Regions from separate parts of the Mus musculus genome. Here region 2 is linked to region 1. A link is a contact called in public promoter capture Hi-C data. All regions are on one chromosome and are shown on one strand. Each heading gives the region's core, a stretch centred on a gene start, on an enhancer-like site or on the middle of the called end of the contact. The rest is flanking DNA. Distances are from core to core; before and after follow the strand shown.

Region 1 (5,566 bases), core at 2,325-4,824:
GTCACTGGCAGTGAGACCTGCCCGCCCCTGGCAGCACCCCACACTCCATGTCACTGGCAGTGAGACCTGCCCGCCCCTGGCAGCACCCCACACTACATGAAAGTGGGTGATAAAGATTGAAGAACCTCCATACAGTTTGCTTCAAACATGCCAAGCTAGCTCTGCCTCCCTTCAGACAGAATGCTGTCCAAGCTGTGGGCAGACAATGCAGGGAAGTCTACTGCCATGCTTTGCTAAGACAGGGCTAGCAGTCCTTCCTGACTCCTGCTTCACAAAAAGTCTGCCATTTATCCTGGGTCTAAAGCCTAGAGACGGTGCCGCAACACTGCAGAAGTGTGGTGGTGACTGTCCAGGGAGCTAACGACTGCTGTCAGTTCTACAGTTTTGTGAGCTGCTTGCTCTGCACTTCCTGTTTATGTGGCTAATATTCACCTGTCACAGGTTTTTGATGGGGTTGAAGACTAGATAGAGTCTCACCATTAACCTTAAGTTGTTTAGGATTTAAGAAAATGTTTAAAGGTCCAAAAAGATATTTATGGGTTGATAAACCCAAGTTATGATAGGAGATGATTTAAGTAGAGAAGTTTGAACTCACCACGGTGGGGTAGAGAGTGGAATACTTTCTCCAAGTTTGCTAAATGCATTTGGACTGGACATTGTGAATGTAATCTTACCTGATAGTTTTCATAATTCGTTTTTTGTTTGTTTGTTTGTTTGAGACAGGGTTTCTCTATGTAGCCCTGGCTGTCCTGGAACTCATTCTGTAGACCAGGGTGGCCTTGAACTCAGAAATCCGCCTGTCTCTGCCTCCCAAGTGCTGGGATTAAAGGCATAATTGTTCTTATTATATGCAGCTTATTGAAGTTAGAGAAAGAGACTTTTATTGTACTAAAAGGGGGAGATGTAGGGCTAATCTCCTGTGTACTGTGTGGAAGCACCACCTGTCTATACAAAGCCGATGGTCAATAAGCTGAGGCAGGATTAGAAGGCGGGACTTCCAGTGGAGAGAGAGCCAGGCAGGTGGCTTTCTCACCACTGGAACACGGAGGACATGGGCACAAGAAGCTGAGGAGAGGAAGCCAGCCACGAGGTGGAACTCAGGTTAGAATAAACGGGATATTAACTTAAGAGTTAGCTGGGGAACGAGCTAGCTTATGGCCTAGGCATTTATTATTAATGTTAAGCCTTTGAGTTATTTGGGAACTGGGGCACAGGTGGAAAAGCTCGCGGTTATAAGCTGATCTCGTCTCCTTGTGGAAGGAGGCTGGGATGACAGATTTTGCAATGCGTGTGGACTTTCCATCCTTTCTGGAGACTGAATTTACATGGAAGGCTTCCCACCACGCCCTTTGTTCACAGGGCCAGTTCCCTAGCCTGTTTTTAAAAATTGTCTTAAAATATTTTTCATTTTTAGTTGTTTATTTAATCTTGAGGAAACACTTTTCCCAAGATGGGCCGGCTCACTTACACTGAAGACAGTACCCTCTATCCACCTCCAGAGTGCTTGGTGCACAACTGTTACTCCTGGCTCTATTTTTTTCTAAATCTGTAAAATACACTCTTTACTTCAAATGCTAGAGACATGGCTCAGTGGTTTAGAGCACCAGCTGCTCTTCCAGAGGACTTGGGTTTAATTCCCAGCACCCACATGGCATCTCGCAACCATCTGTAACTCCAGTGCCAGGGGATCTGATGCCCTCTTCTAGCCTCCCTAAGCACCAGGCACACACTAGGTGCCTTGCATGCAGGCAAAACATCCACACGTATAGAAATGAACTAAAATATTTACGGAGCGGGAGAGATGGACGCGTGTTGCTTTTTTGGAGGACCCAGATTGATCCCCAGCACCACCCGGGGGTTCACAATCACCTAAAATTCCAGTTCCAGGGCATTCAATGTCACGTTCAGACCTCTGAGGGCACCAGGCTGGCACATATACACTTACATATAAGCAGGTAAAACACTCAGCCCATACAATTAAATGATTTAAACTTTCACTTCTGCGTGGCACGGTGTGTGCATGCCTTTGATCCAGCCCTGAGGGGGCAGGGGCAGGGAGATCTCTTGTGAGTTTGAGACTGGCTAGGACTACATAGTAAGATAATTTTTATTTATTTATTTACTTCAGAGAGTTTGCTTGACATGAAGCCAGGCACCAGTCAGCACCGAGAAGGCTTATTGTTTGAATTATTTAGTGTTAAGGGACTTGGAGAGTACAGAAAGACATGGAGTGGAAGGAAAGGCACCGAGACTGCTTTGGGGGCTTTCTGCAGTTAGACTACCAGGCACCAGCCTGGCATGGACTAGCAGGACTCAGAGCTTCAGTGGCCCTGCCCAGGCCTGGGATTGCAGCTGTCCATGGGTGGGACAGCAAGCTCTCCCTTCTGTCTCTGCACAAATGAACTGTCAAAGCCAAATGGTATGAAGCTCGGGATGACGGGTGCTCCTCAGGGGCAGTGAGTATAATTAAGGGGGCTCTTAATTTGGTCATAAACACAGTCCACAGGAACAAAGAATGCTAGTGGTTGCCTGATGCTAAGGGAGTTGGAGAAATGGGTAGTAGACCACTAATGGCTATAAGGGGGGGAGGGGTCTGGAAAGATGGCTCAGTGGTTAAGAGCACTGTCTGCTCTTCCAGAGGACACGGGTCCAATCACCACTTTAAATGTTTTATTTAATGTGCACTGGTGTTTTGCTTGCATGTATGTCTGTGGGAGGTTGTCGAATCCCCTGGAACTGGAGTTACAGATGGTCATGAGCTGCCATGTGGGTGCTGGGAATTGAACCTGGATCCTCTGGAAGAGCAGCCAGTGCTCTTAACAGCTGAGCCATCTCTCCAGCCCCTCCAGTTCCGACTTTAGGAGCCCCCCTCCCTCCCTCTCTAAGATTGAGGGCACCGTTTTCCTACTCTGTATGTAGCTGCTGCCCTGTGGTCTCACACACCACTGGCTCTAAGTTGATTCTGTAGCCAGCCAGGGGCATCCCCCGGATCTCTGATGTTCAGAAAAACTGGTTCATTCTTGTCAGGCCGGCACACAGGAGACGGAGCTTGAGTTTGAAGCCAGACTGTTGCACAGCGATACTGTATTTAAAAAAACAAATAACCAAAACCAAGAGGCAGGTGGATCTCCGAGTTCGAGGTCAGTCTGGTCTACAGCGAGAGGACAGCTAGCACCACACAGAGAAACAACAAAATAAATACGTACAGGAAGGACGGAAGTGGCCAACAGGAACCACCAAATCGCACCCCAAAGAAAGAGATAACGTGAAAAGCGAATCGTGTATCCACTTGCCAAGTACTGGAAACCGCAACTTGGACTGTTAATAAAACACAAGAGAGAAAAATACCGGGTAACCGTAGCCTGTCTCTACGTGAACCCGCAGGCTGCGGGCTGCTAGCTTTCGCGCTGCGCACCCTGCTGACTCTCGAGGTTTCGCAGCTAACCTTGCGGATACCAGACGGTTCGGACCGCGCAGGCGTCGCCAGGAGCGCGCGACCTTCAACCCCGCGCAAGCGCAAAGGGAGGCCGCCCTCAAAAACCTGACCGTTAGGGCGGCCGGAGCCGCACTGCGCAGGCGCCGCTTTCGGCACCATGGCGGCCGCCTTGCTGCTGCTTCGCGGGCTCCGCCCCGGCCCGGAGCCCCGGCCCCGACGGCTGTGGGGCCTGCTCTCAGGCAGGGGCCCAGGCCTCTCGTCCGGGGCTGGGGCCAGGCGGCCGTACGCGGCCCGCGGGACTCCGGTTGGCCCGGCTGCGGCTGGAGGCCACGCGCCTCAGGTAACCCGCTCGGAGCCCGGCGGCGGCGGGTGTGGCGGGTCGGTCCGCGCCGACCGGAAGTGCGCCTGCACCTCGCTCTTCCGCAGGAGGATGGCTGCTGTGGGCTCCCCGGGACGGGAGGCAGCATCTGCCTCGGGTGGTTCGTCTCTCCCTGGCGTGTGTGAGAGAGACGCCCTGTATCACTGTCCCTGGCGGCTTCAAACTGAGTCCTGGTCACCCGTGCCTTTCCGTCCTCTTCTTTCTGGTCTGGAGGCAGGCGTTCATGTGTACTCGGAGCAGCCCTTGGACTCCCGATCCTTTTGCCCACATAGGTGGTGCACACTTGCAATTTCAGTATTTGCTGGTAGGACGAGGCCAGGAAGATTGTGAATTGGAGACTCAAACTGGGCTGTGGGTGAAAGTTAATTGACTTTTGTTTCTTCGGTTTTTTTGTTTTGTTTTGTGGCTGAGTCCAGTGAAATTCATTGATGGAGTTGATTGACACTTTCCCTTGGCCCCTCCCCTTCTTGGGAGGCAGTTCTAGGATGGAAACCGAGGAGGGAGAGATTCTCAATACACAGTTGAAGATGACTTTGAACTTTTGATGCTCCTGCATCCCCTCCCAAGTGCTGGGATTACATGCATGCGCCACTGTACCCAGTTTTAAGGAGGTACTGGGGATCAAATCCATAGCTTTCTGCATGCTAGGCAAGGACTTTGATTAGGCCTGTGTTGTTGTGGTATATGGTCTTAGTGTTACCTCGGTCTTTTTCTCTTTTTACAGAGTTTGCTATTGCGAATACTGACCCCTAGCTTTGAAGGTATTAGCGGATTGTTACTGAAACAGCATATAGTTCCAAATGCAGTCAGACTGTGGCCGCTTTCAGGTGTGTATGCATTGCATGGTCCATTACTGAGGGACACAGGTTTTACTGTAGTCCTATAAGAGCATAGTGGAAGAGGACAAAACCAAACAAACCAGGTCTTACATGCCTGTAATCTCAGCACTAAAACAGGGGCTGCCAGTTGGAGGTCAGGCAGAACTAGCTAGTGAAACCCTGCTGGCCCCCTGCTCACCCCCACCCCCCACCCAAAAAAACAAAAGGTTTTATGTTGTCTGAGAGCACAGCACTTGCTGCAGTGAGCAGGGCTCGCTGTGATGTTCAGTAGAGTAGCCTAGGAGCAGAAGGCCATGCTGTGTGTGCAGCAGCATCCACCATCTCAGGCTGTGTGCATGCACTCTAGTCTAAGAGTGGAGGCTCCTTGGCAGGTGACAAGTGACATAGGAGAACGTCACTAGTTAGACACTGACCAGAAGACTAGGAACACCCAGCCACTAAGAGTACCTTTGATTCTTTTAAAAAACAAAACACCTGAACTTGTGACCCTCTTCAGTCCTGAGGTTACAGGTATGTACCACTCTGTCCAGTGTTATGTGAAGCTAGGGATTGAACTCAGGACTTTGGGCATGGTAAGCAAGTACTCTAACAACTAAGCTATATTTTCATTGTAACCTTTGGTTCTTTGTGCTGTGAGCTATGTTAGCCCTGTTATGGATAATCTGAAGTGAAATGTATAGCTAGGGGCTGTGAGCACTCCTTGATCATCCTGCCTGTCCCTTCCCAATGGGAGCACGTGAGACCCCACTCCTCACCTGGGGGTTGCAGACTGGTTTGTTTGGTTTTGTTTTCTTGAAACAAGGCATTAATTTGCAGTCCAGCCTGGCCTTGAACTTAGAATCCTCCTGTTCTCACCCTCCAGGTGCTGGGATTACAGGTATGTGCTACCAGGCCTAGACTTCTCTTTGCTCA
Region 2 (5,499 bases), core at 1,845-4,344, 86 kb before region 1:
CCTCAAACAATTAAAATGCTTCTATAATTATCATGTAATCAACTATTATACAATATTGTGTAGGCTACCATGATGAGGAAAGGTTTCTGTGTGCAATTTTTCTTGAGTATTTTCAATTCAAAAGGTTAATTACAAACACTATAAATATCAGACAATGAATTTGTCAGAACCATGATCTTGAATTTCCTAGTCTTCTGGGCTTGAAGATTTTTTTTTTTTTAATTTAAAAAGAGTGGGGGGGGGGGGAAGCAGTTGAGTATCCATAGTTATCTTTCAAACCTATATGGAATTTAATAGATAGAATTTACTGTGTACAATAAGAGCTCAAAATAGCAACAAAACATTACAAGATTCAAAACAATAGTTCCTGTGGAACATGAGAAGAAAGCCCAGAACCCTTTATGGCCGGGAAGAGCCAGTGGGACTCAGTATGCACACAGCGATCACAGCAGCTCCAGCACTGTAGAGTGCTGGCCGGGGCGGCCAGGAGCTGGTACCTTCGTCTCCCTCCTAATAACTGCAGAGGGGAGAGAAGAACAACAGCCTAAAGCAACAGCATGCTGCCCCCCACCCCACTGTAGGAGTAATCACACTTCTGTTTGTGACTGAACTAAAATAGTTTATTTCTGTATTTCACAACTAGGGCTTTAATTAAAGGTATAAAGACAACTTTTCATTCAGCAAATGATTTTATAGAAGAATGTATTCGTCTAAAGGTAAAATCAAAGTCCAGTATCAAAACCAAGGAATATCTTGTATCCAGTCTTGCAAAAGTCACTTTAAAACACAGATGACAAAGTGTCCACACTTCCTGTACATAGGAGAAATTGGGTAAAGTGGGTCATATGCTGTGAAGATGGTAAGATTGCCAATACAATTATTTTTAAAGGCAATTTCAAACTTAAGAAACATTACGTTTTACACATAAAAAGTATAGGAAAATGGTGAAGTAACTTTCAAAATGATGGAACAAACTACACAATCTCCCCGGAATGGCTCTTACTCTCTTACTCTTCCTTCTCTGTCCCTTCTCTCCTCTTTCCCTTCCCCCATTTCTCTCCACGTGTCCATGGCTGGTCAGTCTGTCCCTACCCCCCACTCCAACTCCCCTCTTCATGACCTAAATAAAAAAACCTCTATTGCATACTTAAAAACCTCCCTGCAATGCCTTGAGACCTGGGGTGGGGTGGGGTGGGGGGATAGAACAGGGAAAACACAACAGACCTCACCTACTCATAAGCCACGACCCCATTTACGATGAGATCCAGCTCTGAGCGTGAGCAGGGCTGAGCCAGGCAACCTTAGCGCCTGGGGCAGGAGAGGCTCTGAGGACAAGCAATGTCCGCAAGCACAATCTCCAACTTTTGCTCCCCAACATAGTAAAAAAAAAAAAAAAAAATCTAGCTTGGTTTTGCTGTACCAAGCAAGATGTTCCACGTGAATGTTACAAAGATAAAGTGAGCTTTCTTGGTCTGTCCTTAAATCTCTTTATAGGCTACGAATTAAAGCCTTAAAGCTATTAAAAACAAGTATAAGTAAGTTGAACTAGAGTACTAGCTGCTCTTACAGAAGACGCAGGTTCAATTCCTACCACCCACATGGTGGCTCACAAATTGTCCTAACTCCAGTTTCAGAGGAGATGACAACCATAAGAGCAGGACTACTGGTACAGGCACTGGAGTAGCCCCTAAGATAGTATTTCTCAATCTGTGGGCTGTGACCCTTTCACAGGGGGTTGCATGTGAGATATTTGCATTACGATTCACAACAGTAACAACATTACAGTTATGAAATAGCAACAAAAAGTAATTTTATGATTGGGGGTCACCACAGCATGAGGAACTGTATTAAAGGGTGGTGTATGAGGAACGTTGAGAACCACTGTCCGAAGGGAAGGAAGCTAACCCAAAAGGTGGGGACCAATCTCATGGGTAATATGGTTGTCCCTTCCCATACCATCATGGGAAACCCAAGCTTACATCCCCACGTGTCTGACACTGAGAAAAAGTCCTAGAATGGCCTTAAACTCCCAGTTCTCCTGACTCCACTTCCTGGATGATAAAGTTAGACATGCACCACTCTGCCTGGTCCCTTGGGTTACAATGTCTATTATCCTGTTTCTATGACCTTTTGTATGATAACGTCTTAGAAATGAAAGATGCATGAGTAGCTCTCAAAAATTAAAGAAAAGATGTGGAAATGCTCTCTGTAACCCCAGACAGTAACAAATGAACAAAAGTCAATCTCCTTCCTTACAGATGTCTGAGCACAAGGAAAACAAGCAAGCTGACCAAGGCTAGTAAGTTCAATCAATGCCATGATCCTGGCTGTGATGGCAGTTTTATAAAACAAAAACCATTGGTAGAGCTGAACAGTTAAGTACAGGGAGTGCTAAATCATTCTCCAAGTGCAAGCTCGGAGTCAAAATGTACGTGTATAAATACACATGACTATCTAATGTTGACGCGTTTCATTTCAATAACTCTACAGACTATGCCATCATGATTATCCTTCTTTACAGATGAGAAAACTGAACCATGGGTCTATGAAAAATATACAGCAGGTCACACAGTCAGTCAGTGCTGGAGGGGCTGGGACTCAAATCCAGCTAGATCCAGAGACTCCCTTTTTTCTGGAAACTCAATATTTGCACATGAAAGCTATTCTTATGGCTTTAGGGAGTCCACGAGAACTCGGAGAAACCCTGTATGGCCGGAAGTTCTCGGACAGAAATCCACAGGCAAGTGAGTTTCCTTCCCTTCCTGACAACACTAGAGTCCAACAAGCTGTGCTGGGTCATGCCTAGGACTGACCCTGGCCTCCTCCTAGAGAAGCAAGACGGTCTCAGTCTAACCCCTCCCCTTTCCCACCCACCCTCCTGGGAGGATAAAGAAGTTAAAAGAAGAAAATTCCTCACACACCTTTAAATTTAATGTTTCCTTCACCTAAAGGGAGGAAAAAAAAAAAAGGCAAAACTAAATGTTTCAATACAATTCAAACTCAAGCTAAAGAAAGTGACTCAGCGCAGCCCAAGCATCTTACGTGGAGGAAGCTTGCAAGGTTATGGAAGCTACAAAGGACAGCCCAGACACCACAAGGTCTGAATCTGCACCAAGTGTCAATCAAGAAATCCACCACAAACTCCTTCCAAAGCAACTCTCTAGGCTGGAAGGAGGAAGAATAGGAAATCTCTCCTCCTTTCTGACACTTCACTCACACATTCTAACAATAAAGACATAAAACCAACTTTTCAGACAGCCTAGAGACGGCCACTATCACAAACTCTTCTCAAACCTACACAATCCCACAGCCGTATACCTAGCAGAGCTTTGCCTTGGTTCCTTCCCACCGAAGCTCAGGTTGAAGCTCAGTTAACTCACACAGCAATGCTGGGGAAGGAGCCTGGTACATTTGTGAATCACAAAGGTGCAGCTCTCAGGAATGTAGCCAACAGATCCTGACTTCATAGAGTTAGGTCCCCTTTTAGTCCTTTTCCCCCACCACGTGAATCTGTACACTTCCTCTTGTCCCAGCAGCGTGGGCCCTACATCAAAAGCCAGAGGCTGAGGCAATGATCTAGGACTTTCAGAACTGTAAGCACAAATACATGTCTCCTTGATCATTTGCCCACGTGTGTTTTCTTTGCTGTTCACTGCCAACTTCATTACTTCTTGAGTAGTGTCGTGGGTATAGTAACGTGGCAAGAGTCCATGCTGGGGTTGTTCCCGGTGTCAATGTGAGGAGCTGTTCCGTGTGTTGGGCACAGCCTCTTCCATCAGACAGGAAATAGTACCATGCAGAGCTCTGTAAGGACTCTCATTTTACAAAGCGTCATCCGCAGAGCTCCTTACAAATCCCCTCTCTTGGTGCTCCAGAAAGACAGATTAAGAAGCAATATAACAAACCACATAAGGAAGCACCCACAGGAAAACAAAACCTACTACCAGTGAGGCTCCATTAAAACTTGAACAAGGGGGCTGAAGAGATGGCTCAGTGATAAAGTGGAAAACTGACTGCTCTTGCAAAGGACCCAAGTTTACTAATTGGCACCAACGTGACGCGATTAACAACTACCTCCAGGGTAATGTCTAGCTTCCATAGACATTCACACACATCTCACACAAATTCACTCACTCACACACGCACGCGCGCGCGCGCGCGCACACACACACACACACACACACACACACACACATTTAAATATTTAAAAAATGATTGAAATGAGTAAATAAATAATCAAACAAAAGCTTGAACCTCAGTGGACTACCTAGCTAGAAACTTCATTTTGGAGAAAGAAATGAAAAACTGAAGAATTCAAAGAGAAAAGCACATACCAGAGACAGTACAGAACCCGAAGAAAACTAACAAAAGTTATAAAATGACTCCAGTCAAGTTACAAGATACAAGTTTGTTGCCATCTGCTACCAATTCAAAGAAAAATTAAAGAAACAGATGCTTATATCACAGTCACAAAGAGTAAAACAGCAATAAAGCAAAAAAAAAAAAAAAGTCTGACTTAAATTTCTTGAGAGTAGAGAAAGATGGAAAATGGTTGGTATGTCTAAGGAAATAGGAGTTCTAATCTATAAACTCTGCTTATCCCTAAAACAACTTTAAAATTTTAAGATTCTCCTTTATGTGACAAAACTATTTTCCCCTTTAAAAAAAGATCCTTTGGGGGCTAGAGAGATGGTTCAGGACTAAGAGCACATGTTACTCTTGCAAAGGACCTGAGTTCAGATCCTAGCACCCACACCAGGAATAAAGGCAAGGTGGTCTCGTGTATAACTATGCATACTACGTGTCTGCATTCATTGTGCTTACTACAACGGACTTGGTTACTGACACACCCAAAGTATGGAGCACTCAGGTACCAGGAAAACTTGAGAGCAAGCTGGTGAGTGGCAGGTCCTCATATCTGCCACGAGGTCTCTCACACGACATCTTAACCGGAGTACCCTCTTCCTCCTCCTCGTAAGAAAGCTCCGAGTGTACGAGTAATCTGCCTAAACTCAAAGCTTAGCTCTGAAACATGCATGTAACTAGTCACACACCACCTCCCATCCACACCAGGCTCCCCTGAAATCTCTCCCAGTTTCCTTCAGGTGTGTGCTTCATCTCCTCTCCTACATGATCTTCTGAACTATGTCCCATTGCCACCGTTCTGCTTAGCAACCTCATCAGCTACTGTGATCCAACCATGCTGCTTAACTCCGCTCTGAATAACTATGTCCATGTCCAGCACTGTCAACGCATGCTTCCCATCCTCCTCGCATACACACCACACGTGAGTGTGGGCACACTGCTCTATCCAGCCTCTTCTTTTCCTGAACTTCCTGTCTGTGCAATCCTACAAGCCAGAAGCCAACAGCTGTGCCTTCTTACTGCCAAAAGTGAGATTGTAAAACCTGCCAATTCTATTGCAAGGAAAAGAAATTTAAAAAAAAAAAAAAAAAAAAAAAAACTTTCCTACTTCTACCATTACTACCCTAATTTCTA

What was found. Promoter capture Hi-C pulls out the DNA fragments that hold promoters and counts their contacts.
Region 2: a contact with region 1 is called in a promoter capture Hi-C map of the HPC-7 cell line. The contact joins the enhancer-like site here to the promoter of Spg7 in region 1. A contact is called at or near these places in 12 of 39 promoter capture datasets (the C10 cell line, the HPC-7 cell line, cranial neural crest and 8 more), 1 of 15 datasets of contacts at CTCF or cohesin (CD8 T cells), 13 of 484 Hi-C or Micro-C datasets (the AML12 cell line, B cells, CD8 T cells and 10 more), 16 of 115 datasets of contacts at active chromatin or transcription factors (the 230-238 cell line, CD8 T cells, the HPC-7 cell line and 9 more) and 3 of 9 other capture datasets (adipose tissue, liver and pancreatic islet).

What each region holds. Positions count from the first base shown.
Region 1 is chr8:123,061,934-123,067,499 of GRCm38.p6, forward strand. It overlaps Spg7 (SPG7, paraplegin matrix AAA peptidase subunit), which reads left to right and starts at 3,575. Exons shown (of 17, transcript NM_153176.5): 1 at 3,575-3,776; 2 at 4,540-4,642. The coding sequence starts at 3,594.
Region 2 is chr8:122,976,542-122,982,040 of GRCm38.p6, forward strand. All of the region lies in intron 1 of Ankrd11 (ankyrin repeat domain 11), which reads right to left. Among named protein-coding and RNA genes, the nearest start is that of Gm24445, 3.7 kb to the right of the region's middle. Within about 2 kb of position 3,095, at least 19 of the 459 cell types and tissues checked have an H3K27ac peak or open chromatin away from gene starts, as enhancers often do. A contact at or near this core is called in the HPC-7 cell line, bone marrow-derived macrophages and trophoblast stem cells, where this site is marked.